Regions from separate parts of the Mus musculus genome. Here regions 1, 2 and 4 are each linked to region 3. A link is a contact called in public Micro-C and promoter capture Hi-C data. All regions are on one chromosome and are shown on one strand. The core of a region is the stretch at or near the end of the contact, and the rest is flanking DNA. Distances in the headings are between cores, read along the strand shown. Region 1 holds the start of Gramd2 (GRAM domain containing 2). Region 2 holds the start of Celf6 (CUGBP, Elav-like family member 6). Region 3 holds the start of Cd276 (CD276 antigen). Region 4 holds the start of 1700017B05Rik (RIKEN cDNA 1700017B05 gene).

Region 1 (6,426 bases), core at 1,518-4,017, 1.1 Mb before region 3:
AGGAAGCTCATTCCTCATGTGTATGTGTGTGTGTGTGTGTGTGTGTGTGTGTGTGTGTGTGTGTGTGTGCGTGCATGTGTGCACACGTGTGTGTGTGTGTGGTAGGTGAGTATCTGTGCACATTCAAGGAGGCTAGAGGAGGATGTCTGGTGTCCTGCTCCACCACTCTCTTCAGTCCCTTGGGATGGGGTCTTTCCTAGCCTGGAGTGTGGCTCAGTGATGTCTCTTTCTCTCCCTTCTATAGTGCTGAGGTTGCACGTCTACTGGCTACACCCAGCTGGAACTCAGGCCCTCATGCTTAAGCCACGATGTTACTATCTACTGTGCCATCTCCCCAGCCTCAGGAAACTCATTCTTGGGGCTATGTGCCCTAATCCCCATCCATCCCTACATTAATAAACAGGTAGGAGGATTAATCGTAGCTTACAGGTTAGAGACTAGGGGCCGAGAGAGTGATGCCGTACAGTCTATGTGAAGAGGTACGGAGGCCAAGCCTGACCGCTATCAGGCTCATCACTGTATCCAAGATCGTTGTGGAATTAAGGGAAACCTGTCTTCTCCTCTCAGAGAAGGATGAACACATCATTCTCCAGGATCCAGACTCAAGTACTAGACACTGAAGTGGAAGTGGAACGCTACACCCTTCGTGATTTGATGGGCTCCCAAGACAAGTCACAGCAAAGGGAAAAATATGAAAAGAACCGAGGCATCTCCAGAAGTGGAGGTGGAAACTCGTTGGGTAGAACCACTGACTGTGTGGAGGGGCGGTCTCTAGGGAGCCGAAGTCACATCTCTTCTTACTTTGTGGTAAAGCAGGCTCTGAGACAGACGTGATTTGCTCCAAGTCGCAGCAAAGTGGGAAGAGCATCTGAATTCATCTCTGACTCTCAGAGTGAAGCTCTTCCTGTCAGTCTTATAAATAGGGAACGTGTCTCTCAGCAGCCAAAGCAACAGCTTAGCCAGCTTAAGGGCTGGGTGGAGTCACCTTGACAAGCACTAGCAGATCATGGGAAAGCTAGCTCCCTGGAGGCTAGCAGGCATAAACCACCCTGAATACTGTGTCCTCACCCCTAGTGGGGTCACCAGAACATCCCCAGTAAATGAATTAACATATTCACTTCTAGTCCCAGATAAAGTTTTGAGGACCAACCCGAGTTTTGAAATTTTAAAACAAGCACCAACAGTAAGGCCTGGATGAGGCTCAGTCTGACCTTTCCAGACTATTTAGAAACTTCTTGCCCTCTGGGAAGCTGAGAAAACCTTTTCTACTTGGCCCCAGCAGACACCTCCTGAATTGCTGGGGTGAAACCAGTCAGCTTTGCCCACTGGGTCTGCTCACTTGCCCCAAGGTCCCCACTAAGAACACCCTTAATGACTGCCAAACTCTAACCTTTACTCTAAGAATGCCTTTCTATGCTGCAGTCTAACTGGCCTTATGAGGAGACTGAAGAGCAGTCCACAGGGCGAGCGATACCCTCTACCCATCTCTTCTGGCAAGACTCTTGTCTTCCAGCTTTAGGAGTGGAAGGACACCTTTGCACAACCAGATACGTACGTTGAAGGAGGCAAACCCAGAGACAAAGGCTGATCACAGCTAGCCCACCCCCTCAAGCCCGTAGAGGACTGAGTGCTAACTCATCACCCTATGTACCAAGGTTGATGTGGGAACAAGATCACATTTGCCCCACCTCAATCCATCCTGGCTGGCCAGGGATGTCCAATCCTGCAGGTTTGGGGCTGGGTGGGAGCAAGAATTTACAGTTTCATCAACGGGCCGCATCTTCCCCCTAAATAATCTCATCTGCACCACTTCAAAAGTTAAATTCCCTAACTCCCCAGGGCTGGACCTGAAATCATTATGTAGTCCAAGATGACCCTGAATCTCAGCTCATGTAAGCTTCCCAGGAGCTAGCAAGCATGAACCATCTTGCATACGGTGCTGGAATTGTAGATGTGCATCACCAATGTGTTTTATGCAGTGCTAAGGACCAAATCCAAGGCCTTATATATGCTAGGTAAACACTACCTACCCTCCCAGCTCACAGTTACCATTCTTGATGTCATCTGCCATGCCGCCTCCTGTCTTCTCTCCCCCCACTTATTCTCCACTACCTGCAAGAACTTTCCTTTCCTCCCAAGCCGACTTTGAACCAGCTCTCTGGGCTTGGAGACCAGCCCCAGCCCGCCCGGGCCTGGCGCACGGGGTGCGGCCGAGTCGTGCTGGGACAGCTCCACGTTGCCTCAGAAGCAGCCGAGTGTGCTCCTAAGAGTAGATCCCGCTGGGAGTGGAGAGGAGAGGAGAGGAGCTGATTTTGCAGAGGCCCACAGGGAAGCGCCAGGCTGTGTGTGGAGACAACCGGGACTGGGGGGTCGTTATGGCGAGAAATGAATGAAACACAAATGAATGGACCGCGAGGGTGGCCGACACGAGGTGATTTCCAGAAGGGAGCGTGCCTTCCGCTCGCCTGAAGCCACCAAGACACATCGGATACATCGCACCAGACTCGCACACCTCACAGCCGGGCGGAGGCGCAGGGTCCAAGCCTAAATTTCTGCGGTTGGAAGTGCCCAGCCGGGAGGCAGAAGGCGCCTAGGCGCGGCATTCCCAGAGTCGCCCTGCCCTTCGTCGCAGCCTCCTGGACCTGGAGCCCCGGGACGCCTCCCTTACCTGCCCGCCTCGACAGGCTCGCTACGGCTCAGGGCGGTCATCGCAGCGCCTTCTCCGGGAGCCCGAGGCCGTGCGCCAGACCCAGTGCCCTCCGGGGACCGCCCACCCCGGGAAAGGCCCGCCCCCACACGCCTATTGGCCGCTCGCGCAGAATGAGCCTGGCTCAATTGGTGGAGCCTTCCCCGCTCCCAGACCGCCCTGATGGGTCCCAGCTGCAGGTAGGTCTTCAAAATTGTGAGGTCGAGGAAACCAGGGCCTGGGTCCTCAATTATGGGACTTCATATCAAAATGTTCCCTCAGGGCTCTTCATTCTACTCCGCCTTCCAACCTCCTTACCTAACCTGAGCTCTTGGTGCTGCAACATCTCAATTTCAGAGGCCTTAGCCTCTGACTAGGTGGCTGTTGGGAGTTGCCAGGGACAAGGGTCCCACCTTGTTTCTATGTACCTTATTCCTGAGGGCAACAGGAAAACAAGAGACCCTTTGTGCTTAACTGTTATGGAGGCTGAGGGTTTTGTGAAGTATCCAATCAGGGACTCATCCTACAGCGCCCTCAACAGGCCTCTACCACAGGGATCAGCCCACTATTCGACCATTCTAGGTGCTAGCTGAACCTGTCCCAGACTTTTCTAGTATTTGCCCTGAAATAGAACGGATCAGCTTCCCGATACACAGCCGCACTTTGGTGCAGGAGGCAACTTATATACTCCCAAAGTATTCAGTCTCCGGCGTCTCCAGTGGTCCCGTGCTTGAAGGTTATCTGGTGGATCCATAGCACCCAAGGCCAGGCCTCCTGGCTGTTGTCATTCTCAATTGCTCAAAGGGCAGGGCTCGACCACCACTACCAACCCCCGGAAAAAAACAAAACAAAACACAACACAGGTGCTTCAGCTGCTGTTTATTGACATTCAGGTGGGCACTATAGCAACAGGCCTGGAGACTCTGCAGAATACAAGGTGGAGAGTGGAGTGTCTGCAGTGACAGAAGTGGAGTGCACAAGAAGTGGGGAGGCCAAAGCTGTTGGGAAAGCAGGTCAGGGCCAGGGCCAGAAGTCGTCATCTACACTGGGACCCTGGGCCCCACACCCTCAGCCCCTACTCTTTTGCTGTCTCCTGACTCCAGGCTAGGGCTGGGAATTCTGACAACTTTCTACAGAAGCAAAGCCCAGAGATGCTGCCGCCCTTCTGTGATAAAGTCAGGGTTTCCAGTCCTGCATTCCTCCTCCACCCCTGGCTCAGGTAGGGCCCTGAATAATAGCTGGTCTCTATTGCATGTTTTAGAGGCATTAATTTTCCCTGGTGTCCCAGCCCACCAGCGCCACACTATGGCCCAGAGTGAGCACTACAAGCGTTGCTGGCCTAATGGAAAGGATAGGGGAGGGGAAGGGACAGGGGCTAGAAGAGGGGCTCCAGAGGGCCATCAAGGTACAGGCACTACACGCATGGTGTTGGTGAATCCAGAGCCAGGGCGCCACCCGGTCAGCACAATGACCACATCTCCCTTCTTGAAGAAGCCTCGGGCCTTGCCTGGGGGGAAAAGGAGGTTGGTGAGTAGAGGTATACACTTGAGGAAAACTGCAAAGCCCCACAGTCCTAATTGATCACACAAAGTGGCACTTTTCCCAACCCAGACACAAATCCAACAAGGCAGGTGCAGATAACTGCCCTAATAATCCTCGTCTGGGTAGGGGAGCAGGTTGACAGTTACTTCTTCTCACCACAAGATGGTGCAAGCCTCCTAGCCTAAACAAGGGCTGAGGCTGAACTCAGAATGCAGAGACCTTTGGACACCATTCAGTTTATACTCTAGAGAGTCAGGGTCAGCTGCCTCCTTGTCTCTATATAGGAATAAGGCCACAAAAGCTTGTGTTCCCCACCCTCTAACCCCACCCTGCTCAGGACAGTAGCTCCAGCTAATCTTACAACTGGGTGATAAAACAGATAGGCCCAGCCCATGACTTCAGGAAGTGGTAGTTTTAGGGTCCCCATTTATTAGCACTTCATCATTCCCTTGTTTCCAGCTACATACCAACATCCATGGCCAAGTTTACACGAAGGTCGACATCCTCAGCCCAGGCATTCAGCACGGCATCCTTACACAGCACAGGGAAGATGCCACGGTACAGATGGGCCTGGCGAGCAGTCTGGGGATTTCGAGTCACGGCAATGATAGGAGCCCGAGGGCGGTACCTGGCCACTTGGTGAGCACTCCTGAGATGGAAACAGGTTGGAAAGACTGACCGTTAAACATGTCATAAGACCCTTTCAGTAAGCCTAAGCCAAAAGTAATACCCTCTAATTCAACTCTGGACCACAGGCTTTGCCCACTGACAACTGTTTCAAGGTCTGGCCTGCCCCTCAGACCTGTCCTGTCTTTTCTAAGATGATTATCCTGCTCTCAGTATGGGCAGTCCTATAGGAGCATGGCTGGTAGAATTCTTCCCACAAATGAACCCTTCCATCTGGCAGTGAGGCAGCTTTGGCCCAATCTCAGCAGAACCCACTCCTGTAGCTGCCAGCAACTTTTACAATCCAAGTACCATGTGCCTAGCTCCTGACTTCTTCTGCAAAGAACAGCAGCAGAGTTACCAGGCCCTGGAAGCCAACAATGTTCACCATAACACTATACTGTTCTCCTATGGGAGTCCTAGCAGCTAATGTTAAAAGAAACCTCAGAATTTCTATGGTTTTAGAAATCTGGGTGGTAGGGCTGGAGAGATAGCTCAGTGGTTGGGAGCACTGACTGCTCTTCAGAAGGTCCTGAGTTCAGGTCCCGGCAACCACATGGTGGCTCACAACTATCCATAAAGAAATCTGACACCCTCTTCTGGTGCATCTGCAGACAGCTACAGTGTACTTAGATATAATAATAAATCAATCTTTAAAAAAAAAAAGAAAGAAAAAGAAATCTGGGGGCTGGAGAGATAGCTCAGCAGTTAAGAGCACTGATTGCTCTTCCAGAGGGCCTGAGTTCAATTCCCAGCAACCACATGGGATCCCAGCAACCATCTGTAATGGGATCCGATACCAATGTCCTCTTCTGGTATGTCTGAAGTACGTGTACTCATATAAATAAATAAATTTAAAAAAAAAAGAAAGAAAAAGAAATCTGGGTGGTGATCAGGTGTGGTAAGAGGAATATCTGGCCATTCAAGATCCCCTGGGAATGTAGGGAACCCCTATTCTCAACCTGTAACAAATGATAGTGTCTATCTCTATCAGATTACTCAATTAGCTAGGCACGGGGGACTGAGGAATTCCACAGCAGAGCTTCATGCTAGCCTGCATACATAGGCTTTGAAGGAAGGAGGTAGCTGCTGGAACCAGGAACTCTTCAGAGAAACCCCAGAATTAGCATAGACCTTGTATTTTAGAGCTTTCAAAACTCCAGGACTAAAAATGATAGTTTTAGTGTCCCCATTTCTCAGTACCCCATCATCCCTGGCTTCCAGCTACATACCAACATTCATGGCCAAGCTTACACAGAGGCCACCATCCTCAGCCCAGGCCTAAGTAGCTTTCTGCTACTTAGTTCATGAACACTGCCTTAGGGAGACAGACCAGTGCCTAGTCCTCCACACTGATTTTACATGTGTTTGGCTTTCTGTAGCTAGGCTGTGATACAACTTGCTCTTTCTTCCTCTGCACCATGAGCACTGGGGCTACAGGCACACACCACCACACTTGGGTATTTTTTATCTATCTATTGTGCTATATAGATAGATAGACACTGGGCACCTCACTCTCTCCCTCCACCGTA
Region 2 (6,691 bases), core at 614-3,113, 1.0 Mb before region 3:
GCTTTACTCTACAGATCAACTACAAAGATGAGGTTTATGCTTACCCACTGAACTCACTGTCTAGGAAAAAAATGCCACAAATGACTGGGCATGAAGACAGCCAGTGGGTTAGACTGAATTCTAGGAAGTCTGGATGATGTGGCCTTGTCCTTATAGGACTTTAACATAACCTCTCCCACAAAAGGTGGAATCTGTACCCCTATTCAAAAGGCCTAGTTTTTTCATGGGCATGTTCTCAAAGCCCTCTACTTTAGTATGCCAAGGAATGCCCTGGGGTCTCCCAGCTTGAAAAAGGTATCAGTCTGATGTTAGCTCACAGGCCTTTAGAATGGACCTGCCCTCTAGGACCTGTTATTTCTCTCTTAGGAAGATTATGGAGGGTAATTGGTCACCCTTCCCCCACAAAAATCCCGAAACCGCATTATTTCCCAGTGGGAAAATGAAGATGTGTCTCCTCAAATAATCATGATATGATTCTGGCTCTGTTATTCCAGCTCAGCCTGGACAGACTTTTCTGCGTGTAAACAAGTCTCCTCCCTTCTCTACAGGAAGAAAGGGGTGTGGCTGGAGAGGACCATGGTGCCTCTGTCTTCCTAGGAAGGGCAATGAGAAGAGCCCCCCATCCCCATCTTCCTCACTTAGATTGATCCACCCTGAGAGTGCGCTGGTCTGGGACCAGCTGGCAAAGAAAGGAAAACAGGAAGCCATCAAGAGGATTGAGAGGAAGCAGAGATGCACAGGAGTGGGGATTAGAGGGGGTGGGGGAGTGTATTCACACAGGGGAAAACCAAAGAGGAAGGGTACACAGGCAGGTGTATGTTCCCAGCTGAGGTTAGGATTCTGGATTCAAATCAGAAGAGGTAAAGAGCATTGGGTTCTGGAAAAATGTATGGAATATTGGGTTATTGTCAAATGTGAGAAGGCATTTATCTCTGAGAGCCTCCTGGGGGTGGGGTGAATTGGACTGTATATATTAGGTCTGAATTCTAAAGAGGAGAATTTGGGTATGGGGTATTTAAGGCTGTCAGACCCAAAAGTCAAATGGAGGCCCTAGGGGTTGGTTTGTTGTTGGAGGCCAGGAGGAGTGCAAATCCAAGATGTGTGTGCGGTGAGGCCTGAATAGGGTGGCACCAGAGAGAGAAAGTGCTCAGGAAAACCATGGGTCCAGGGGTCAGGAGATCGGGGGCTCCAGAGCTGGAAGGTAGAATAAGTTTCCAAATTCCAGGGTTTGGGGTGTCTGGTGGAAGGGATGGTGGAGAGATTAAGCAGGGAGGTGGGGATGACTGGGATGTGAGAAGTGACAAGGGATTTGGAGGTTAGAGTGAAGAACGTGTTAGGGAACCAGAGTGAAGTCAGAAGGATGCCACAGAGACAATTCTGGCTCTGGGGCTCTGTGGCCTGGGGAGGGAACAGAACTGAGGTGGGGCAGGTCCTGAACTGGAGTCGGGAAAGGTTCTAGTAGGGCTGGGGTTGGGCCTGCGTTTGGGGCCGGAGTTGGGTTGGGCTGCGCTCTAATTGGATTGGGGCTGGGCTGGGCTGGGCTGGGCTGACCCCGCGCACCTTTGTGGAGGCCGGTGAGCCGGTCCTTCAGCACCGTCAGCTCGTAGATGCGGCCGAACTCCTCGAACAGCGGCTTGAGGTCCTGCTCGTCCAAGCCCCGCGGGATCTGCCCCACGAAGAGCTTGATGGCGTCGTGGTCCTTCATGGGCACCGCGGGACCTGGGTTCAGCCCGCTCATGCCGCCGCCGCTGTCCGCGGTGCTGAAAGCCAAGCGCGGGCTGGGGCCGGCGGGCGGCGCAGACCCTCCAGGCGCCGCGGCCATGTCCCCGCCCCGTCCGCCCTCCCGAGCGTCCCGCCTGTCCCGCCGTCCCTTCCCTGGACTGCTGGCGAGGGCCTGGGGGAGGGGGCGGGGCCCGCCTACGAGGACGGGGGGCTGCCCAGGGGGCGGGGCCCAGCCGAGAGCGAGGGGCGGGGCGGACTGAAAATGGGCGTGGTCGAGGGCGGGGCGCCTGAGTCCGGCTGGAGTCCCCCTCAGAGCTCTCCCTGGCGCGCCAAGCCCAGCCCCGAGCCCCAGCCCCCGAGCTTAGTGACGTCAGACAGCTAGCAGGGAGCGTCTACGCAAGTGATTTGCATAATGAGATAGCGGTGGCCAATCAGAGAAGGAGTTGGCTGAGCTGGAGCGCGGGGCGAGAAGGGCGGCTGGGCTCACGCGCTCCAGCTCTCCATGGCAACCGGACCCTCAGCTGCCCTGTGTGTGGAGGGTGTGCGGGCGTGGCAGTGGATGGGAAGTAGCTTCGTCATGCGTGGCGCTGTCTGCTGGAGTCGGAGATGATCTCTCCCTACACACCTCCAACAGCCGGACCGTTTTCTGTGGGTCAGATAGGGTTTCCACCTCTCTATCCCTACTACCGAAGCCAGTCTTGCGGAGCGCATCCTTCTAGGCTCCATCGCACACCTCTCCTATATCTTCAACCTCTCTTTGCTCCTGAGACTCAAACACACTCTCGTCTCTTGTATTCTAAAATAAGCCCCAAGCACTGATTTCTTCCTCAGGAGAGCGAAAGAACTTATATTATCATATTTACTCAGAGCTTCTGCCTGGTTCCTCCCTATTCTGTGACTCAGGAGTGTTATCTTCTTTTCCTGAAAAGGATGCTGTGGGTCAAAGAAGTTAGGGCGTAAGGCAAAAGAAGAAACGGAAATTGATACATCGCGTGTGTTAATATCTTAAAAGCTATCGGACAAATCACAGCGCTTGAGTGTTTACCTCCCCATTCCCTCTTTCACAAGCGCACATTCATAAAGATGAAGGATTGGCGACATGGCTAAGCATATAAAGGCTCTTAATAAACAAGCTCGATGACCTGAGTTGGATACCCAGAACCTGCGTGGAAAAGCCAGGAGCAGAGCTTCGCATCTGTAATCCTAGTACTTCCGTGGCAACAAGAGGAAAAAAAAAAACAGGAGAGTCACAAGGGCCAGCTAGCAGAGGGACAGAAACAAGAGGGAGCCTCAACAATTTGGAATGAAAAAGCCACTCCTGATCTCAACAAGCTTGCCATGACTCATGTTTCTGCCCCTACTCATACAAATACACACATGCATACACATCACACACACACATCACATATGCATCACACACACCCCACACACAAATCACACCATACACACATACACACATCACAGAAACAAATTTATATTTTTTATTATTTTGTGTTTAAGTTTTGCCTGCATGCATGAATATATATGTATGTGCAGCACATGTATGCCTAGTGCCACTGGGGCCAGAAGACAGTGTCAGAGCCCCTAGAACTGGAGTTATGGAATTTAGGGGTTTTGTAAGCCTCCCTGTGGGTGCTGGGAATCAAACCCACGTCTTTTGCTGCTCTTAACTGCTGGGCTGGCCACTAACTAATTATGAGTTGAATAGGACCTTGAACTGCTGCTCTTTCTGCTTCCACTTCCGAGTTCTGAGGTCATGGGTGTGCACTCTCATGGTCATTTATGCATACCATCTTTAGTAGTTCGTTTGGGGGTACATCTACTTTTCAAATTGTGTTCTTACTGGTGGAGCAGCTTTTATTCTTTTCTTTGACAGGCTCTTGGGATATAGCCCAGGCTACCTTCAAACTCTGGGTTCTTTCTTGCTCCAGTTTCCCCAGTGCTAGGAGTGCAGGTGTGTGCTACCGTGCTCAGCCCTGAACTGATCCTTGCTAGGTAAGTTCTCTTCCGCTGAGGTGTTCCTCCAAGCACCATAGTTACATTTAAAGCAGGTAACTTTAAAAGTGGGCATAACTGGGTCTTTTAAAATTAAAAGTAGTTTTGTTTATTCTGTGACAAGTTGGAAATTAAATATCCTCAATGCTCCACTCTGTTATCTTTTGATACACTGTTGCTGTGGATGCTCAGCTTTGTTATCTTTTGCTACATTGCTATCTACTTTCCCCCCGGGTGTATATAAACTCCAGAGTCAGCTTGCCAATTCTCCTTGCACTACTTTGCTTTCTGTTGCCACAATGAGCACCATGATCACAAATAACTTCTGAAGAAAAAGGTTTATTTCAAGGTATAACTCCTAGGTCACAATCCATCCATCACTGAAGAAAGTAGGACCAGGAACCCTGGGAGAATGCCATTTGCTGGCTTGCTTCCTCTGCTTGCTTAAAAGCATATTATGCAGCCCACGCCCACCTGCCTAGGGATGGTGCCTCCTACAATGGGCTGAACCCTCCCACTTGGCAAACATGGCCACAGACCAACAGAAGAAATTAGTTTGGAGTTTCCTCTTCCCAGGTGTCTCTAGTTTGTGTTAAGCTGACAATCACTAAAAGCATAAAATAGCTTCCTGGAACTTTGATTGGATTTGCATTGATGTAGATCACATTGGGAGAAAAAAAAAGATACAAAACAAAACTGATGTTGTGGCCCTTAGAGGAGATGGCTCAGTGTATCCATAAAGGCACTTGCTACCAAGCATGATGGCCTGAATTTAATCTCACATGGTAGTGTGAGAGAACCAACTCCTACAAGTTGTCTTCTGACCTCCACACACGTACTGTGGCACACACACACACACACACACACACACACACACGTGTATACACACTAATTGTTTAAAAATGTTATTGTAACAATATTGACACTTCCTATTCACAAACAAGAGAAATCACCATCTATTTGTTTCCTTTTTCATTTCTTCATTCAAGAGTGGTGGGTAAATCTTTTCTTTCTTAAATATGCCATGCTATTCTTGTCCCTGTTCCTTTGTAGGTGGGTGGGATATTTCTGCTGGTTGTCTTCTGACCCCAATTCTCTATGTCTTTGGCTTTCTATGGTTTAAATATTATATGCTTAGATGAGGGTTATAATCTAGTGCTTAAGCCATTGGGCCCTCATCGAGACTCCTGGATTTTTGATTTGTTGTCTGTTGATAATAATTTTGGGGAAATTCTTTGACATTATTCCCTCATTAATATTCTCTTTATTTGCCTGGGTACTTCTGATTATGTGATAGGCATTGTGTTGAAAAATATTTTTAGAAATAATTGTAGGTTGAAGAGGGTAGTATTTTCTTCTTCCAGAACAAACTTGTTCTAAGGCATCCGGAATCTCGATCAGTTTGAGATAATCAAACTAATTTTAGTGATTAGGATGACTCAAAGCTGAGCTGTAGCCTCTGGAGCAATTGATCTGTTTCCAACTTCCTCTTCAGTTGAGACCTCTGAGTGAAAGTTTTTTTAGGGTACATTCATGTGTGTTGTGCAATCATGTGTGTACACCCCTGTATGTTCATGGAGAGGCCAAAAGAAGTTATCATGTGACCTGTTCTATCCTTAGAGACAAATCTCTCATTGATTCTGGACATCCACTGGGAGCAAGCAAACCCAGTGATTCCCTTGTCTCTGAATCCGCCACAGTACTAAGATTATAGCTGTGCGTACAGCCATAGTTAGCCTTTTAAAACAAACAAATGAAAGAAAAAACCAAACAAATGAAGATGCTGAGGGCTGAAACTCAGGTCCTCATATTTGTACAGCAAGCCCTTCTAGCCACTGAGGTATCTCCCCAGCTCCAGAGATGGGGGGGGGGTGTGTGGAATCTTTAGACCACAGCTTTGAATTCCCATCCCTATGACATTATCCAAAGTGTTTTCCAGAATACAATTCTTCAGAATTGGCAATTGTGCCCATGGTGGAACATTACCTCAAATGCTAGGCTTTCAGTGCTGAATCTTAGTCCTTCTCAGACCTCATCTCATTCATGACGTGCAATGTTTCCTCCCTCTAGTGTTTTTAAGTCCTTCCCATCATCTCCAGGGGCAAACTTGTTCCCAATTACCCACTCTAGCATCATGACAAATAATAGGCTTCCGGGAGGGGGGTTGGTTTGGTTTGGTTTGGTTTGGTTTTGGTTTTGGGGGGGGGGCAGGGTTTCTCTGTGTAGCCCTGGCCTGGCCCAGAACTCATTCTGTAGACCACGCTGGCCTCTGACTCAGAGATCCTCCTGTCTCTTCCCAAGTGCTATGATTAAAGGCGTGCTCCATGGTATGGGATTTTTCAGTTCTTCTCTTACATCAATGAAGACATAATTGCAACCTTCTTAATTTTAAATTCGTCGATTTGGTCTGTGTTATTTTCATAGGAGAAGTACCAATATTCTAAGTTGGTTTCTGCCACCACCGTGCTATAGGGATTCAAAAGAGTTAGGAGTCCTCATGCTAATTTTCAGCTTAACCTCTATTTTGGTGTCTACGTATGAATAAGCTCTTTACTGGGTCTCATATCTTGTTCGATGAGTTTGTTTATTCATGATCCAATAGCCCTATCACCAGTTAAAGGTTTTATTTATTTAGAGTCAGGGTTTCACTGTGCAGCACTGGTGGCCTAGAACTTACTTTGTAGACCAGGCTGGATTCAATCCTGCAGAAACCTGTCTGCATCTGCCTCCCCAGCGCTAGGATTTGTAGAGGAGCAGTTCTGGTGCTTTGATTTCATTGGGAATCTGTGGTTACTGATGTTTATTGATCTATATTTTTTTAAAGATTTATTTATTTATTACATGTAAGTACACTGTAGCTGTCTTCAGAAGAGGGTGTCAGATCTCGTTACAGATGGTTGTGAGCCACCATGTGGTTGCTGGGATTTGAACTCTGGACCTTCGGAAGAGCAGTCGGGTGCTCTTACCCACTGAG
Region 3 (6,038 bases), core at 291-2,790:
AAAAAAGACATCCTGTTTCAGGCAAGATGGAAGTCAAGGATTAATACCCAAGGTTATCCTCTGACCTCTACATGAGAGTCTTGGCTCAAGGGCAGGACCATGTATACAGGTTTTTTTTTTTTTTTTAATGCCAAATTTATATTTAGAAGCATAGACATAGCTATATTTGATCTCAGCACACAAATTCAAGGACATAGAATAGTTCTGCCTCTCCCTAAGAGCTGGGTGCCCTCGGGTGAGCTACTATAAAGCCTGTGTCTGAATCTCCTTATCTGCAAAAATGCGAGTAACAGCACTCACTTCACTGAATTTGGGGGATTAAAAGAGATAAATTGTGAAGAGCTTAAAATAGTAGCTGGCAGAAGCCGAGACCCGTGTGGATTCACGATTATTTCCTAAGCTCTCTCTGACAGCTGCTGTCACTTGGTTGCTAAGTCTGCAAGCAGTGCAAGGTTGGAGTCCCTTCTTTCCTTGAGTCTCAATTTTTTTTTTTCATCTGCAAAACAGAAATAATTTCTACCTGGTGGGACCCTTGGGAGATCTATGGAGGCCAGAGAGGAAAGCATGCTGCCTTCATTTGAGCCCACAGAAGGCCCTCTACGCTGTTGCTGTTTCCTGTCTGTGTAATGGACAGATACAAACACAGGTGAAGGGATGTTGGCAAATTCCAGACAGACTTAATCATCCTTTGCCCTCCTCTTGTCGCTGCCTGCAGCTAGATTTTTTTTTTTTTTTTTTTTTAAGGACATAGTGAAAGGGGATGGGGATAGATAGATGGCAAAGAAAGGGTTCAGGGTTGAGGGCACCCAGGCTTACTCTTCTCTACAGAACCTGGGCTAGCCAGCAGCTGGCATGCGGCTGGGATAAAAGGGTTGAGAGCAGCGTTAGTCCGGTTGCTGTGGGTGTAAGAAAACGAGGAAAACCATCTCAGTGGAAATTGCCCTGTGGTTGGCTCAGGCGCCCACGACACTGTATTTATAGAGAGCTCCCAGCAACTCGGAATTCTTCGCTGTCGAGTTAACCCTTTCCGAGCCGCGGTGCTGGCCTGGTGTCGAGGGGAGAAATTCTGGACTGAATGGGGACAGCTGGATTGCAGCGGGGCTTGGAGCCAGCAGTTCCGAGGGTGGGAGTGGTCAGTGGCCGGTCACCTGTCCCCTCTCACCGAAAAAGAAACTTCGGCTCTTGGAAGTGCTAGGATCCGTGTGGGGGATGGGCAGCGAGTAGCCCAACACCTCCTCCTCCTCCTCAGAGTACTGGGTCTTCCCCCGTCGGGGTCCAACAAGGGTCTGGGTCGGGGCGGGTCCAGACCCCGGGCCCTGCCCAGCAGGCGGGCTCAGGCTTCACCCTCGGATCTCGCCGCAGGGCCAATCCAGCCTCTGGGGCGCACCCGGGCGGCTTTTCCGGGCCCCCAGCTTCCTCTGGCCGTCCCGCCCCTCACTCTCGCCCCCGGCCCCAGTCTGGCCGGGCCTCGCGGCGGCGGCGGCACCAACAGTGGCGGCGATTGGGCTGCGCCCCGCCGCGTCCCCGAGTCCCGGGAGTCGGCGCGGCGCGGTGAGTGCTTGCGTGGCGCGGGGCGGCGTGGGCTGCTGGGTCCACCTTTGTGTGCGGCGGCGCCTGGACTGCACGCGCTAAGGCGCCGGGTGCAAGGAGCTGGGAACTCCGCGGCCCTTACCCGCAGGGCACCGGCACCCTGATCCACGATGACCGCTGGGGCTCTAGGGTCCGGAGTAGCTGAGAGCACCCCTGCTTGGCCGCTCCCTCCTCGGGGGGCTGAGACCCGCTGGGATTTGTGGGATCTGATGACTCCCAAGTCTGGGGCTTGTGGGGCCCGAAACGGGGTGGGTGACTGATTATTCAGGCCCTGGGTGTGGAGTAGGGATGCAGGCAGGTAGGTCACTGGGTTGATGGTTCTTGAAGCTTAAGGAAGCTGCTAGCCAAGACTGGAAGGGAGGCATTCTCCGGACTTTGAGGAAGAAAACACCATGAATGCCAGCTCTGAAAGGGGAAACTGCGGGGGAGGGGAGCACGAGGTTAGGTGGTCCCCTGTTCTTGGATCTGAATGGTGAAGAGGGACCAGGTCTGCAGAAGAGCACGAGGGAACAGGTTCTGGGAATAGCTTTAAAGGCTCCTTCGAAAAATAAAAGACTGAAGAGGAAATGGGATGGGACAGTTTGGGCTGTCTTAGGTAAATGGAGATGGATGGAGAGGAGGTCTGAAGGAAGGTAGGGAGAGGCTGGAGGACCAGGGTGGCACATAGAGACGAGAAAATTGAATCCGGCTCTCCAGGGCCCTTTCTTACTAGGCCCCAGTCAACCAGTCGCAGATTTCGGAGCTTGAGGCAGTGGCCTGGCAGAAAGGGAGTTTTATTTCCAAGCCAAACCTGTCCTAATGAGAAATGTATGGTGGGTGACTCAGACCTGAGAGCTTATCACTGAAGGGAAATATTAAGCAAACATTAGACCCGAAGTTTGTATGTGCGTGACCGGGGTTTTGTGTATGTGTCGGGGAGACACCTACTTAATTGTGAAAAATTATTTCCCTTCAAATTGATTGTGGGCCATCTGTAAATGAATAGTGATTAAATTAAAACCCAAATCCTTAAAAAAAAAAGTTTGGGTTTTTTGTTTTTGTTTTTATTTTTGTTTTTTTAAGATAGTACCTCACTATAGATTTGGCTGACCTTGAACTCACATAAATCTACCTGCCTATGTCTCCCAGATGCTGGGACAAAGGCATGCACCACCAGGCCAGCTCAAAGACTTTTTTTTTTTTTTTTGAGTGTGTAGTAGTTACTTTCAGTTTGAGATGCCAATGAAAGTGTCTGAACAGTTTGAGAGCTATTTATTTAACTGAGCCTCCTTTCTCATTCCCTTTGTCCTCCCAGAAGTCCCTAGGACTCCTACTGTTTAGCAACAACGACATTCTGAGTAGTTTGGGGACCTGTAAATAGGTGAATCTGAAATCTGTACTTGAAATTGAAACCTAAACCTGTCTTATGGGCTTGGTTGACTGATGGGCAGGCCAGGTGTGGAGGGCTGGGGAGCTAAGGGCTATGGAGTGGTGGTCTACCCTTCCACCTTGCTTGGGAATGGGAATATTTTGGAGGTGTGTGTTTTCTTTGGTAGCTGGTGTTCTTAGTCTTCAGCACTAACTCTTGGTTAACTGTGGCCCGTGGACGTCTTCCCCCGTGTTACAAATACATCACCGTTAGCTGACACAGGGTCCTGATATCAGTGCCATTTTCATTGTGTGGCTGGGAAGGTAGCTCAGTTAGTAGAGTGCTTGCCTAGCACCCATGAATCCTGAATTGGATCACCAGCCACCAGCGATGCACAAACTGGTCATAGTGGCTCATGGTGGTAACCTCAGTGTTTAGAGGTAGAAGCAGGAGGACCAGAAGTCATCCAAGGCTACATAGTTCAAAGCTCGCCTGAGATACACGAGACTTCAGTCAAAAGGAAAAGAAGAAAGAAGTTTGCATACTACATCACCACTTTAGGTTAACACTGTGAATATCCGTTTTGCCCAAAGTGTCATGAGGCAAAGAAACCATAAAGAGGGATAATGTTTGCCCATGCACAGAGTAGCTCTAGTGATGAGTTTGTTGGTCCCATGACTGGTCTACAGGGGTCTGTACTGTCCTGCATATGTGGTGTCTTCTTCCTGCTTACAGAGTATTGCTCATGCACTCCAGACTTCGCTACAAGAGGACATCTTGTAAGGGAAGAAGCCTAGTTTCTGAGACGAGTTGGGATTTTTTTTTTTTAGCCCAGTTCTCTTCCCCATTTCTGGCCCCTTAAGCTCTGTCCAGGCACCTGATGGGAACAGGGTGGTTGAATGTCCAAGATGCTCAGATGCCTAGCAGCTGGGTGCCTGGCATCTGGGCTGGAGGCTTTCATGTTTATCTTCAGAACAGTTATAGAAGTGGTGGCCTTTCAGAACAGTTCTCTGGGGAGGCAGCATCCTTATTCTGGAGAGGCCACTACTGAAGCTTTCTGCAGGAGTCACCCTCCCCTCAGTGCTGACCTCTAGAATTCACTCTTTTTGGTGGGATTTAGGTTGGACACCAAGATGAAAAACCCTGTTAGGGTTGCAATGAGATCCTGGAGCTGCAAGCTGGTGTTCTGCATCCTCAGAGAGACTCCTAGAAAGTGTTGAGCGAATGAATGTCTGACCTCTGGTTAGATGCGTCTGGGGTGGGCTTTGTGCGGCAAACAACCCGAATCCTCTGCGATTATGACCACACGGGGGCTGTTGAGTTGTGGATCTGAGTCATAGGGGCTGGGAAAGAAGGAAGAGGAACAAGGAGGATGACATCACTGCCCAGAAGTCTATCCTCTGTGCGAGTGGGGACTTCTCCTCGATGTCCTTTTCCCCACACTCTGGGGCAGGAGTGGCAGGGAAATCTACCAGCAAAAGGTGAGGGTTGTGGGGGAGATTGGTTACGGAGGGGGCACAGTGTGAACCACACATTGGGAGAAAGTCACATATTCTGTTATTATAGCCTTTGCCACTGCCATAGGTCAGCCAGTCCTGCAGTGTTCAGGGTAGGACTTGGGGGTGGGGCTGTGCCAGATGACCATCTTCTTGTGTGATTGTCTTAACATCACTGAAGAGGAGGAGAAACCCAAGCCCAGCAAGGTCAGGCCACGTGCCCAGAGACTCGGAATGGGCAGATACTGAGGGCAATCTACTGTCTGCCTTCAGAACTGGCTTTTTCTGCCACTCCAGAGGCAGCCTCAGGTTTGACCTCTCTGTCTGGACCCTGGAAAATGTGCCAAGGGTGCCCTTGGGCAGAGAGAACTTATCTGGTGAGCCAGGGAGAGGACAGACCTGACCATAGAGACTTGCGGTCCCTGATAGAACATTCTTGTGCTGCCAGAGGCTTAGTCTTTGTCCCACGGTGCTCTTCACTACTAGGGAGGAGAGCCTCCTGTCCCCTCCAGTTCTGACTAGTTCTCAAGTTGGCCTTCTCAGTTTCTCTATGGTCTTGGGAAAGATGCCACCACACCTTTATAACTCTGGGCATTCATTCATCTTCCCAGGGGAAACACTGGAATATCTTCCTGACCTGGGGGTGACAACAGTGGGCAATGGGGACTGGAACTCTTGATGTATAGAGCTAGTGACCCAGTTTCTGGGACAAGCAGAGGGTAAGGCGCATAGAAGGAGCTTGGCTGTGTGTTTGCTACTTTGGAGTCCAGGGTTGGTAGAGTCTAGGTGAAAAGGAGAGCACTCGGAAGGCCTGACAGTTGCAGGGACCTCATGTATAGCTACATACTTACAGAGGACGTCTTGGCTAGGAAGAGATGGAGAAGCTGGAACTGAAGGACTCAGAAGGTCTAGGTCATGCCTGTGGCTGTCATCGCAGCAATGACAATAATTACCTCTTGGAAGCTGGATTTACCATGCAAAGCCGTGGGCCCTCCACTTTCTTCCTCTCGGGGTGTTCGGATGTAGCTGGAAGGATGAAGTGGAATCCGAAATGGGCCAGATCCTGGTCCAGCTGGGAGGGAGTAGGGGTAGGGGTGGGGAGGGAAGGTCTTCTCTGAGGATCTGCAATGAAACAGCTCTCTGAGAGGAACTTAGCTTGTGCCTATTTCTTTTTTCAGGGTGGGTTTTATTTGGGGGTCAACCAAGGGTTATATAGTTTGGGGTAAGGGGGTAAGAATATCCAGGGTGGGCAAAGGGCATTGGCTAAAGACTTCAGGCCACTGAGACGCCTCCTTAGGATGGGGAGGTATCCAGGAATCTCCTCAAGTGTGGGATCCAGGATACCCCAAAGAAGAGGAAGCCCTGCTGGCAAAGGGAGTCCACCATGTTGCCCGGAGTTCAGGGCTGTACAGTAATGTCAGATTTCCACTTTAGCAGAAGGGCTTCCTGACATAAACCTATGATTCCAGTATGTGAGAAGCGAAGGTAGGACTATCAGGGTTCAGTCTCAGTTATATAAGGAATTTGAAGCCAATCCTGGCCATAGGAGACCCTGACTCAAAACAACAACAAACAAACAAATAAACAAAACAATAAGACAGGCT
Region 4 (6,264 bases), core at 2,166-4,665, 1.3 Mb after region 3:
TGCATCTGAGCCTTCTCTCATTCTCACGAGGGTTTGGAGTCCTGTAGTGATTCTAAGAGGGGAGATCCTACTCCCCCATTTGTTGGCAAGCAGCTCCGGGCTCACTGTGAACTCAGGAGTGAAGTCATCAGAGCAGTGACATGTCATAATTCCACCCCTTAGGCTGATGTGCAAACTCAAGTGAAGGTGTTGCTTAAGTCACACAATTCAGAAGGGCAAACCCAGTTCACTTGACTTTTAGGGGTAGAGGGAGAGAAGGGGGTCTTCCTTGAACCCCTGATCCTGCTACCTGAACCCCCCAAGTGCTGGGATTACAGCCATCTGTCACCATGTATGGTCATACCTGGTGAGTTTGCTTCTTTCGCAGATTCTTACTTTATCGGGTTGGAAGGCTTAAGTGAGACACTATTAAGTGTCTGGCATAGAACCTGCTCCGTACCGGAGCTCTTGGCTCCACCACCTACCCACGCTGACATCTTCCTCTCTTGGCAGGGGAAGGAGGAGGGATGAAGATGAGAGGGCCTCCCTGGAGGAGACCGTTTCTAGAGCTGGTACTCAGAAGATGGCGGGAAGCATTGCCTGTGTTTTTGGTGCTGCCTGGTAGGGTGGCTTCCATCACTACCTCTCCTCTGAGGAAGGAAAGGCATTTGTAAATAGCAGGCATGACCTCATTAGTGGGAGGGACACTATTAATAACTATAACATGACATGCTGCCGTTCAGGAAGCTGACCTTTTACCTCACCTTTCAACAGAGGAGTCTGTGTTGGGAGTTGGAGGGGAGTCGGGGGAGGTATGGGGGAAGGGCATGTGCCCGGTTCAAGCCTGTGTAGAGTCAGGATGGTGCAAAGTGGAGCCCTCTTACAACTTTTCTATTTTTGCATTGGTGTGTGTGTGTGTGTGTGTGTGCGTGTGTTTTAGAGAGACTGTCACACTGTAGCCCAGGCTGGCTTGGAATATGTGCATGTGCGTGTGCGTGTGCGTGTTTTAGAGAGACTGTCACACTGTAGCCCAGGCTGGCTTGGAATATGTGCGTGTGCGTGTGCGTGTGCGTGTGTGTGTGTGTGTTTTAGAGAGACTGTAACACTGTAGCCCAGGCTGGCTTGGAACTCACTGTGTAACCCAGACCTACCTTCTATTCAGTAAATCCCCACCTGAATCTTAGTCTTCTGAGTGTTCAGATTCCATGTGCCGGACCTCGACTTTTCTACCCATCCATCCCCATCCTGTGCCCACAGTTAAACTCTTCCCCTTTCTGCTCCCACTCAGTGATTGTTCACCTTCCAGACAAAACATCACTATCTCTCCAAGGCCACCGTGTTAAGAAAGACTCACGGGGCCTCTCCAAGTCACCTCGAAAGGCCTACCTTCACCTGCCTGAGCCCCTGCGCAGGACCCTCAAGGCAGAGAAGGAAAGGCCAGGGCCAGAGACTTCAGGAGAAGTTCACAGTTGCCTGGCACTCTGCAGTCTACTGCGGATACTGTAGTCTATAAGGCAGGAGGCTACCTGGTTCTCTTTTGTGCTGAGCAAGTTAAAGCCCTGGGAGTTGCAAAGTGGCTCTCAAGTCCTCTATCCTATGCCCTTTCTTTGGTGATCCAGGGTGTTTACATGATGTCAACAAGGAATAGACAAGCTGATTATAGGGACAGCTGTCTTTATGAAATGTTAATGAATTGAGACAAAATAATGGGGCTGTAGTCTTAGCTGGGCCCTAGGGTCTTGCAGGCTAATCATGACATAATGGGGTCCTCCTTGGGTCTACAGCCTGAGAGTTCTAGACCACAGGAGCCAAGGGCACTCACTGTCTTCCTCCCAAGTCACTCCTGACATCAGGAGTGGAAGAAGATGCTACGCACAAGGGAGAAGAGGGCAGAGTTAGTATGTGTGATAGTAGGAAACAATATCTCCTTGAGAGAAGGCTGAGCCTGTCAGATTTGGCATGACCCAGAGCTGGCAGGGCACAGATGCACCTTTCTAGTGTTAAAGCATGTTAGTAAGATACAAAACCCAGGCAACCTGGGCTTCTGTCCCAATTTGCAATGTGATTTGGAAAGCCCCAAACCTCAGAGTCTCTCCTCTATTTGTCTAGCCTCTATTTGTAAAAAAATCTTCCAGCTCTAATCCAAGAGACACCCTCCCCTTCTCCTTGAGTGACCTCACTTCCTCTTCCTAATCCTACCTGGAGCCCAGCCCCTCCGCCCCAGCCCCATCTTCTCCCATACCTGTGCCCTCAGCTCTGTTCTGACTCAGGCAGTCCTGATCTTTGGGTCAAGATGGGTGTTCTGAGTGGTTTTGCCCCAAAAACTAATTTTGATCTCTATGGTGTTCAACTATTCTTCACCATGCGACCCTGCCTTGGCCTTGGGCAGTCCTGGAACTGCAAGGATTAGATTCCTTCCAAGAAAGAGGTGCTAGCGCTGAGCTGGGCAAGGCCCCACAACCAGATGGGCTAGAGTCCAGGTGAACAGAGGCAGTGGGTTTCCCAGCCCCTTTCTGCAACACATCAGCTTGGCTAGGGATGCTTCATCCCATCAGCTTTCCAGGTTGCTCATGCTCAGACCGGTTCTGGTGCGACACATTTGCCAGAAAGGCTCAGATGCCCACCAAGGCCGCTTGGCAATATCTCCAGAGTCTCATTCCTGGCCCACTCCAGGTCACTAGGAGCTGATATATACTCGTCTGTACTTTACCTCATAAGTCCTTCTTAATTTCCTAATGCAACTTGTTTGTTGAGGAAGTTAGGGCTGCCTCGAGATATCCTTTAGCATTTTTATTGTCTTGCTAGGAACTGAGTGTGGTGGTCCAAGCTTTTGACTGCAGCACTCAGAAGGCTGAGGCTGGTGTGTCTCTGAGTTCACGGCCAGCCTGGTCTACATAGTAAGTTCCCAGACAGCCACAGCTATATAGTGTGACCTTCCCAAACAAAACAAAGCAAAAGCAAAACAAAAAAAAAAAAAGGACTGCTAGATAGCCCAGGCTCAGCTCAAACTCTCAGCAATTCCCCTGCCTCAGCCTCCCATACCCCAATTTATGTGCTACACATCTTTTCGAAGCCTGATGGCCCTATTTCTAAGAGGCAGAATATCACTTTTACAAATGAGGAAACTGAAGCTCATAGAGGTTAAGTGGCAGGTCCAAGGTCACATGGCTAGAAAGTAGCAAGGAATGAATGATCTAACGGAATGACTGAATGAGGGCTTACGATCGCCCTCGGGGCAGAGGTTTGAGGAAGGAGGCGAGCGAAGACTGTGCACAAAGCCAGAGGCCGGGTCGCGGGAAAGTTGGTTCCACTCAGGCCTTCGGCACGGGAGGACCCAGGGGAGCGCAGGCTCCCAGAGGCACAGCCGGGTTCTGCCCCCACTCAACGGCCCGCCCCGCCCCCGCCCCGCCCCCGCCCCGCCCCGCTCGGGACCACAAACGGCGCCCAGCGGCAGCACGAACGGTCGCGCGGAACGTCTCTCTGGGCTAGCTGCCTGCCGCGACTTCCCGCGCAAGGCCGGCGGGACAGGGACCCGCAGCCTAGGCGGCGCTGAAAGATGCCGCGGCTGCTCCGGGTGGCGGCCGCTAGAAGCCTGGTGCTCTGAAGGTAGGAGCTCGCCTACCCGGCAGGCGCGGAAACTTGGGCCGAGTTTGCGGGCGGCGCGTGGGCAAGGGGCGGGTGGCCCTGCCCCAGGGCGCCCCTACCGGCCAGCCCCAGGACGGAGCGCGGGGACCGGGGCCCAGGTGCTGAGGCTTCGGGCGGTCAGACTACGGGGCCCAGTCATACCGCTGCCCAGACTTTGCCAGGACTTGGATGCTCCCTGGGCCTGGTAGAGCTCCGGAGCCACAGCACTGCCTGGGCGTTAGGGCTGGCGAAGAGTCAGGCGGATCCCTCGGGCCTCTCGCGGGGCCAGGCTCACGCGGATTGCCGGGCGCCGATTCGGGGTGGCGGTGGGGGGTTGGGATTGGTGGCGGCGGGCGCTGAGGTGCCGCGGGGCCGTGGACGAACCCTGTTGGAACAGGACCGCCTGCGGTTTCCTAGCCACTGCTTGACTCACTCTCTGGCCACAGCCCAAGCTGGCGGGATCGTCCCGAAGGAGGTGGCTGCCCAGACTTTGAGGCCGCCCCCCCCCCAGCCCCCCAGCCTTCTGGACCTCAGTGCAGTCTGCGGGCATCGATCCGTGGGGTTCCCAGTGCGAATCTCCTGACTTTTTTACACGTTTACGTGAGCTAAGGAAGGGCACCGTTGGGCAGTGGGGGGCATGTGTGCAGATTCGGGCCATGCATGTACGTGTAGGAACAGCTTTGCATGCGTGGCCCACGGCAGTCTGTGTGTCAGCCTGCCGGGGTGCACGTGCGTTGCAGAGGCGCGGAGAGAGAGGCTTGGGGACACCCGGAAGCCTGGTGTGGCGGTGGGGCGCCAGTTCCCTACTGAAGCCGGCTGGCTGTGAGCCACTGGCACGAGGGTCACGGGCGGGGCCGGGAGAGGGAAATTAGGAGCGGAGCATCCGGGGAGACCCTTTCTCTCAAACTGAGAAGTGTGGGCTGCTCCACGTTGAGTGAGTGCTCAGAACCTCAGCACGCAAAGTTTTTAGAAGACTGGTATCTGTTAGAGCGGAGAGAATACTGATGCGGGCCTCAACTTGGCTGGGATCGCGCTCTTCATGAGGCCCCAAGGATGTGACGTGGAAATGGACCCACGGAGTTGTCTGTCTCCCTCGTGGAAAAGCAGGAGTGTAGGCGCTTGACCCTGCCCTGGGTTCTGGCTGAGGTTAGAACTCCTCTAAGAACTGGCAGAACTTGGACATCTTCACGGTAGGATCACCTGTTGGCCCTACCTTCCCCAAGCGCCTTAGGCTACTTTGGTATCCGGAAACAAGGCACCTTCTTTTTGGCTACTCTCTCAGTGGGGGTGGCCTCTACCGAGGGAGCTTTCCATCCTACTGGCCGGGCATTACGTCACCGCCTCACCTTTCAGAGTCTTGGGTTGGCTTTTTGGCGCCCTCACTCCTCCTACAAAGACTCCTGAGGGTCCCAGGGGTCTGGTTCTCAGGAAGTCTCCAGGGCCAAAGGGCACGGGTTGGGCTGAGCCCTGGAGAGACGGACTCTTGAGAGGGGTGGTTAGAGCAGGTCCCAAGGAGCATTGGTGGAGGTGAGACCAAAGCCAGCCCTTAATTAACCCAGACCTCCCCAAGGATAGAGTGGGCTTGGTACCTTCTGAGCCATGTGAGTCTTGTGGTGCAGAGTCGGGTAGATCTCTTTCAAGGCCATTTTGGTCTGCATAGTGGGTTCCAGATGGAGAAACAGGGAGACCCAATGAGAAAATAAAATAAAGCAAAACCAACCATATAAGTATGGAGCAGTGCAGGATGGGGCCTTCCCTAGACCATATTACCACCCTTTACATTTTCTTGTCACCTTGCTGGTCTAGCTGAGCCCCTATAGTCATGACCACTGTTCAGAAAGGAGGAGAAAGGTGGTCCCTGCTTGCTGGTGACAGAAGTGTGTGACACTTTACCTGTGACCTACTTATAGGAATATTGATCCCATTTACCCTTTTCTAAGCCACTGGGAGTTTTAGGGGGTAGGAGTGCTCACTGGGGGAGGGAGAGGAGGGCCATTGATAACCCCAACTGAGAAACCTCAGAGGGAGCCACCCATAAGCCATTGGGGATGCCTGTTTCTTAACGAAAGTGCCTGTGATAACTGGACATTGGTCCTTACCCTTCTTTGGACTTCCCTCTGTGCTGTATTCTTTTCTTTCAAGTAGAACCTAGATTTATTAAGGAAACATGAGAAAGAAAGGAAGGAAGAAAAAGGGAGAGAGAAAGAAAGGAAGGAAGAAAGAAAGAGGGAGAGAAGAAGAAAGGAAAGAAGGAAATGGGAACAGCACCAGGGAGAGAGAGAGAGAGAGAGAGAGAGAGAGAGAGTGTGTGTGTGTGTGTGTGTGTGTTTCTCCCAGCACTTAGTCTGCCCATCACTAAAGCACTGTGGAAGTAGTTGCCAGCTAGGATTCTTGCCTTCCACCTCCCCTGGTGTACACACACATTTATCATGTTCACAAGGCTTGGCGATGACACTCCTTCCTTAAGCCAAGGACCTTCCTGTTGGCACCTCAGCGCCATCTGGTGGTCAGCTTTGACCCTGCTGCGAGCTGACCTTACTTGGTTACCCAGACACCTCTTAAGAGGGACTGCCCTGTCCAATCAAGACTAGTTTGGTTCTGGGGACCTGGCTTTGAGGTTCTGGATTTGGGTAAGACAAGCAGATCAATAAAGTGTTAGAA

The links. Promoter capture Hi-C pulls out the DNA fragments that hold promoters and counts their contacts. Hi-C and Micro-C count contacts between places; a contact is called where the count stands out from the background.
Region 1: a promoter capture Hi-C map of the SN4741 cell line shows a contact between it and region 3, with 6 times the contacts expected there. The contact joins the promoter of Gramd2 here to the promoter of Cd276 in region 3. A contact is called at or near these places in 3 of 39 promoter capture datasets (the SN4741 cell line, liver and pre-B cells).
Region 2: a promoter capture Hi-C map of the SN4741 cell line shows a contact between it and region 3, with 7 times the contacts expected there. The contact joins the promoter of Celf6 here to the promoter of Cd276 in region 3. A contact is called at or near these places in 5 of 39 promoter capture datasets (the 3T3-L1 cell line, 3T3-L1-derived adipocytes, the SN4741 cell line and 2 more), 1 of 484 Hi-C or Micro-C datasets (cortical neurons), 2 of 115 datasets of contacts at active chromatin or transcription factors (astrocytes and pancreatic cancer cells) and 1 of 9 other capture datasets (embryonic stem cells).
Region 4: a contact with region 3 is called in a Micro-C map of the HL-1 cell line, with 2.4 times the contacts expected there. The contact joins the promoter of 1700017B05Rik here to the promoter of Cd276 in region 3.

The regions. Positions count from the first base shown.
Region 1 is chr9:59,676,495-59,682,920 of GRCm38.p6, reverse strand. It overlaps Gramd2 (GRAM domain containing 2), which reads right to left and starts at 2,767. Exons shown (of 12, transcript NM_001379375.1): 1 at 2,669-2,767. The coding sequence starts at 2,709. Pkm (pyruvate kinase, muscle) reads right to left here. Exons shown (of 11, transcript NM_011099.4): 10 at 4,696-4,877; 11 at 3,549-4,193. The coding sequence ends at 4,087.
Region 2 is chr9:59,573,509-59,580,199 of GRCm38.p6, reverse strand. Celf6 (CUGBP, Elav-like family member 6) reads right to left here and starts at 1,863. Exons shown (of 12, transcript NM_175235.3): 1 at 1,561-1,863. The coding sequence starts at 1,822.
Region 3 is chr9:58,550,535-58,556,572 of GRCm38.p6, reverse strand. It overlaps Cd276 (CD276 antigen), which reads left to right and starts at 1,540. Exons shown (of 8, transcript NM_133983.4): 1 at 1,540-1,551.
Region 4 is chr9:57,259,750-57,266,013 of GRCm38.p6, reverse strand. It overlaps 1700017B05Rik (RIKEN cDNA 1700017B05 gene), which reads left to right and starts at 3,415. Exons shown (of 3, transcript NM_028820.2): 1 at 3,415-3,585.